Linked DNA regions of Rattus norvegicus: region 1 is linked to region 2. Evidence: chromatin contacts called from public Hi-C data. All regions are on one chromosome and are shown on one strand. The core of a region is the stretch at or near the end of the contact, and the rest is flanking DNA. Distances in the headings are between cores, read along the strand shown. Region 1 holds the start of Gspt2 (G1 to S phase transition 2). Region 2 holds the start of Maged1 (MAGE family member D1).

What was found. Hi-C and Micro-C count contacts between places; a contact is called where the count stands out from the background.
Region 1: a Hi-C map of frontal cortex shows a contact between it and region 2, with 1.9 times the contacts expected there. The contact joins the promoter of Gspt2 here to the promoter of Maged1 in region 2. A contact is called at or near these places in 1 of 12 Hi-C or Micro-C datasets (frontal cortex) and 1 of 1 datasets of contacts at active chromatin or transcription factors (oligodendrocytes).

What each region holds. Positions count from the first base shown.
Region 1 is chrX:63,581,293-63,584,351 of GRCr8, reverse strand. It overlaps Gspt2 (G1 to S phase transition 2), which reads right to left and starts at 1,607. Exons shown (of 1, transcript NM_001109319.1): 1 at 1-1,607. The coding sequence starts at 1,387.
Region 2 is chrX:63,421,371-63,424,294 of GRCr8, reverse strand. It overlaps Maged1 (MAGE family member D1), which reads left to right and starts at 1,310. Exons shown (of 13, transcript NM_053409.2): 1 at 1,310-1,410; 2 at 1,966-2,039; 3 at 2,737-2,924. The coding sequence starts at 1,995.

The DNA.
Region 1 (3,059 bases), core at 358-2,857, 160 kb before region 2:
GGCCTTTAAAAATGGACCCTGATTCCAGCTTTCCCAGGACCACAGTGCCCATATCCTTGTACTTATCCACAATGGGCAACCTAATTGGCCCATCAATTGATCTGTTGAAGTTTGGCAAACTATCCAAATATGGAATAAATGGTAACCCAGTGTACCAGGGACAGAAATCGGATTGCTCTTTAATATTTGCTCCAGTCAGTCCTGAGCAGGGCATAAAGTGAATGTCCTTTTTTGGACTGAATCCAACTTTTTTCAAAAAGGGCACCAGTTTCTCTTTACATTCTTCGTATCGCTCACTGCTCCAATCTACTGTGGGATCATCCATCTTATTAATCAGCACTATTAAGTATTTCACCCCTGCTGTTTTGGCCAACATTGCATGCTCTCTTGTCTGTCCACCTTTTTCAAACCCAGTTTCAAATTCTCCTTTCCTGGCAGAGATGACCAGCACGGCTAAATCAGCTTGAGAAGCACCACCAATCATATTTGGGACAAAACTCTTGTGGCCAGGGGCATCTAAGATTGTGAAATGTTTCTTTTCTGTTTCAAAATATGCACGGCCCACTTCCACTGTTTTACCCTTGTCTCGTTCTTCCTGGTTTGTATCTAAGGCCCAGGACAAGTACCAGGTCTCTCTATTCTTCTCCTTAGCTTCTCGTTCGTATTTCTCAAGTGTCCTTCTGTCAACCATTCCTGTCAAAAACATTATCTGTCCTCCAATGGTTGACTTGCCGGCATCTACATGCCCAATGAACACCACATTTACGTGTTCTTTCTTAGGAGCACCTGATGGTCTGACCACAGATTTTGATTTCCTTATTTCCTCTTTCTCCTCCATCACTTCCTTGCCACTCTCTTCTGGGGGCCCTACATCTCCCAAAGAACCCTCAGGCGCTGCTTCACTTACTTCTTTAAGCTCCCACGATTCTTCCAGGGCCATCTCCACCTCTCCATTTTCTACAACAGGTTCTGAAAGTTCCATGGTAACAGCTGAATTGGAACCCTCCCACGACACTAAAGGTCCATCTTTGGAAGGTTCCACAGGTGCTCCCCATTCCATCCTTTTACCTTGAGGCTCCGCGGCGCCACCGATGCAGGTTTCGTCGCAGCTGGAGGCTGTGGGGGCGGGCAGCTGGGCCGATCCGGGCAGGAAGGACGGCACGAACTCCGCTGCGCTTACGCTAGGCACGAAAGGTTTGGCGTTGATGTTGAGCTGACTGCTGAAGGCCAAGCTGAGATGCCTGCGCTGGGCCTCGGCTTCCGCGGCCTCAGCCGCTGCCGTGGCTGCGGGGGCGATTTCATCCCCGCTCGGAGCCGAACCCGGGGCTTCCATGTCCACCTGATCCCAGCAGTCGGGAGCCGAGTCGCTGCTGCTGCCGAGATCCATGGTGTGAGCAGCCGGGGTGCGGCGGAGAAGGAGCGAGGTAGGCAGGTCAGAAGGAGAGGGTTCTACCGGTGGTAGTAAGGCAGGAACGGCCACGGACCACGGGCGAGCGACGCGAACCTTAGCAGCGCGAAGGCAGCTAAGCGCAGATGCTGCATTCACAGCTGCGGCGGCGGCAGATATGGCCGCTCAAGGCTCAGCTCCAGTGTGTGAGCGAATCTCCACCCCCAAATCCCAATCACTTCCGACTCCTCCACCCCTGACCCAACGCCTGTGGTGAATTGACCCCTCATTGCCACCCGTAGGTTTGTCCTCGTTAGTTCTCAGTCAGAGGCTGAGTCTCGAAGTACATTTTTTAAAAACGAGATTTTCTATTTATTTTGGTTTACACGATCTGGGAGAATAATTTGACCACGTCCCAATGATTAAGCCTTAGATACACCTGACTTAAAATTCTAAAATCTTCACATCAAATGAAAACTCCTATTCAACAAATGGAGACAAAATGAGCAACATGGGGGTGGCGGTGTCAATAACCCTTAGACGGGGATTTATAAAATGTATAAAGATAGTAATTACAACTTTAAATCACTTATTAATTTGAAATCCAGAGGCTTTTTGTTCCCATTGGAGCTCCATCAGCTCCCATTTTAAGGATGGGGTTAATTATCTTTGTAGATTTCCAAGGAAAGAAAATTTTCAACATTGTTCTAATCATTTTATATGCAAGTACCTGGACCGTAGCAGGCAGGCCATTCTCTGGACTAAGGCCACTTGTACTTTTCCAACCCTCTGTATTCTGAGTGTACCTGCCCTATATGCCAGGCCTTCTCCAAGAATCCCAGGCCATGACCTTTCAGCTTCATTCTGAGAGCCTGAAACCAGAACTGGGGTTGCAATGAGAATCAATGATCGTAGTAAGAAGAAACTGATCGTAAGCTCAATTAAAGCCACTATGACCTCTAAAGTGGAGAAAATCCTTTACAGTTCTAATCAATAGACTGTCACCCTCAGAAAAGGTTGATGTTTTATCTAAATCCTGGACGACCTTGTTTGTAAATTATCCTATAGCAATCAGAGAGGGGGAATCTAGGGATAATCCAATTTACTTTTCCCAAGTGGAGTTGTAGACATTTATTTTAAATCAACCCAATAGCAAAGTAAAACAGTATAAAACCAAGTGAATGACTGGTAAGTAGATTGCTGTGCTCTCCATACCTTCTGAGACTATCAGGGCCCTTGGTAGTGCTCCACTTGGAGCTGCCACAGCCATGTGCTGCTTATACCCTAGCCTTTACATAGCACCTTGTTCTTTTTCCTTGGTAATGGCTTATTTATTTATTTTATTGTGCAATAAAGGGGAAATGATAGGAAAAACCGAGAGGTAAAATGTAAAGGTAGACTTCTGGGCTGCACCCCACACATGCACTTGCACATTTTGTGAACACGGGACAGGTTTCTTTAAATGGGTTTAGTAGAATCTGTCAAGGTTTAAGGGGCTGCTGTATCATAAAGTAATTTATTCAAATAAATAGGACAGATTTAGATCTTTTCCTTCTTTTAAGTCAACTGAATTAGCCATAAAAATATTATCATGTTTGCTGCTCCGGGTGTCTCTTTCAGAGAGCAGAGAGTTTTGCTTTAAAATGGAAAGGAGAAATGGTGGATTGGTGTC
Region 2 (2,924 bases), core at 61-2,560:
TCTCAGGGGCTCACACAGCCAGAGACAGATAGGCCAGACACTCATCTTGGAATTCTAAAGCCAAGCCCAGCTTCATTCCGCAAGAACAGGGCAGACACACCTGACTACCCTGGCTGCTCCAGCAGGCACCAAAAAAGCCCGCCGTCTCACTCCTGGAGACTGCCTGCCAAGAGGAGCACAGAGTGAACCTGAAGGGTTCCCACATACACCAGGCCTCCTAGAACACAAGCCTCATTCCCTTGGAACAAATATTGGGGAGAGGAAAGCTTGTTATTCCAATAGAGGATTAAGGAATGCCTCTATTCTCAGAGCAGATTTTCAGTCAGGATCATCCAGGCCCCACATGGATGTTTGTTTGTCTTTTAGATAAAGTCTCAGAGTTGCAAAGCTGGCCTAGAACTCGGTCTCCGGAGTGCTGGGATTACCAGTGTGTTTAAGCAAATATTGTCTTTTCTGTTTGTTACTAGCTCAATGCCCTGGTCCATACAGCGGGTTTACGTTTTAGCTACCTGACGTGTTAAATGAGAATGTTGACCTCCATCCATCTCCTGAGGCTGCCTGTGAGAAAACCAAGCTCCAGGACAGAGCCCACTGCCCTACGCCCTTCCCTCACCTCTCGGACCCACCCCTCACGAAATATTTCTTTGGCAAAAACTGCAAAAAGGGCGAGAGAAACGCTAATTTTCTGAGTCTCGTGAGAGGAAACCTATAGAATCCCCAGGCTGACCCTTGCCCTGGTAGCTCTGTCACGTTTTGTTTTTGTTTTTTTTTTTTTTTTTGCCCCTGCCTTTAAGGTTTCTGCATTGCAAAGTGCGTGAACTCAGCAGAGGCCTAGTTTGTGTCGAAATAAGAGACCCCCCGCAGAGGCCTACCTAAGAGGCTCTAAGCAAGTGGGTGGGAGGTAGTTGCGGACCTGGCTAGAGAGAGTTCGGGAAAAAGGGCGGGACTGAGAAGAGACGCATTGCGGATAAAGGTAGGGGGCTGGTGTGTTGGGCAAGGGGGTGGGACCAAAAGGCGCTGCGCATCTGTTGAAGGAGTGGATGCGTAAGGAGAAGGGGAGGAGGAACCTTTGTACACTGTCAACCTGGTTGGCGGTGGGATAGTGTGCTGGCAAAGAGGCGGGATCTCCTCCAAGTGCACATGCGCGACAAGGTCTCCAGGATGAAGCTTTTGTTGGGAAAGCAAGCGGGACTCTTATTTGGACAGTGATCTGTTGCGCATGCGCGGGGCTTCCTGAGGCGGTGGGTGGTATATTAGGCGAAGAGGCGGGGTCGCCCGAGCTGCCGCGCTGGCATTTTCTCCTGGACAAGGAGAGAGTGCGGGTGCAGAGAGCGGAGCAGAGCAGTCCCGATCCTCTGAGTCGTGAAGAAGGAAGCAACGAAGGGGGTTGGGGTTGGGGCCTGAGGCAAGGTGAGACCCGCCCCCGGACTGGGCATCTGCCCCCCTGGTGTGGCGCCCTTCCCCCATTCTTTTATCCCAATCCCCTTTCCCTGAATTCAGAAACCCCCTCCTCTGCCTTACCCCGGACTTACACCTCGCTCCCGACCCTTTCTAATTCGAACTCCCGTTCATTCCCTGAATCTTTATCCAATTCCTTCACTGAATCCTATTTCCCGACCTTGATCCGTTATACGATTCCTCTAGATTCAAAGCCTTAATTCAACTTTACAGACGCGAACCTCTCCCCGCTAACCGCCCCCCCCCCCGCCCCTGTAAACTACCGCATTCAGAGCGCTTATCTGATTCCAAACCGCGGATTTGAAGCTTTTACCTGTCAGCTTCTGGAAATTTTAGATTGTCTATCGGGACGACCATTTACTTTTCCCGCTTCAGTTAGGCCTGTTTCTCCCCGTACCCAGCACCTCACCCGCCCCCATAATCAAACCACACGCGCACACACAATTCGGTCCTACGTATTTTCCTTCTGTAGTATAATGCCTAGTTCCTCTCCCACACCCCCCTCAGGCTCTGCTCTTGCCAGAGAGACAAGAGCTATGGCTCAGAAACCGGACGGCGGTGCAGGCCTCCGCGGCTTCCAGGTGAGAACCCCGCTCCCAATTCCTCCATTTTCCTTGCTGACAGATTACGCCCACCCCTGGCCCCTCAGGTCGCGCAAATGGCAGGATCTGATTTTGCCCTTCTTCCGGCCTAGACTCCGCGGGCTCTCAAATTTCTAGCGTTTATCGAATAGGGGGGAGGGGCGGCCCTTTTCAGCCATCGGTCCCTGCTTAGAGAAAGGGGAGACCCTGTTAGTCAGGGCATTCTGCCCAGAGAATGCGGGTTGGGTAAGGAACCATTTTTTTTCCATAACCCTGACGCGTGTAGAGCAGTCTGTCGCCCCATCCCCCAACCTCTCGCCTCCACCCTCCCTTTCTCCACGCCGCGAGACTCCCCCTCCACCCTCCTCTGTTTATCCTCCTCAATTCCTCCGTCCTCAGGTCTTGAGCTCCCCACGGCAAGCCTCACGAGTCTGTCTCTAAACCCATTCGGGGTTCAGTGCTTGCACCACATTCCGCACCAGCCCCTGCTGCCTCCGACTGTCCCTCACCTTGCCCTGCCCCCTCTACCTTTAATTAAATTTTGTTCCCGCCCCGCCTCCCTTTGACCCGCCTCTGCCCCCATGTCTGAGTACTGTAACGCCTGTCTACAGTTCCCCTGCTGCGTTGCGCCGTGCCCCTCCTTCAGGTCTGGCTTGTAAGGCCCAGAGATTAAAATTTCCCCCTCCTGTATTTGCAGGCAGAGGCCTCTGTAGAAGACAGCGCCTTGCTTGTGCAGACCTTGATGGAAGCCATCCAGATCTCCGAGGCTCCGCCCACCAGCCAGGCCACAGCAGCTGCCAGTGGGCCGAATGCTAGTCCCCAGAGTTCACAGCCCCCAACTGCCAATGAGAAGGCTGATACTGAGGTTTCAGCAGCTGCTGCCAG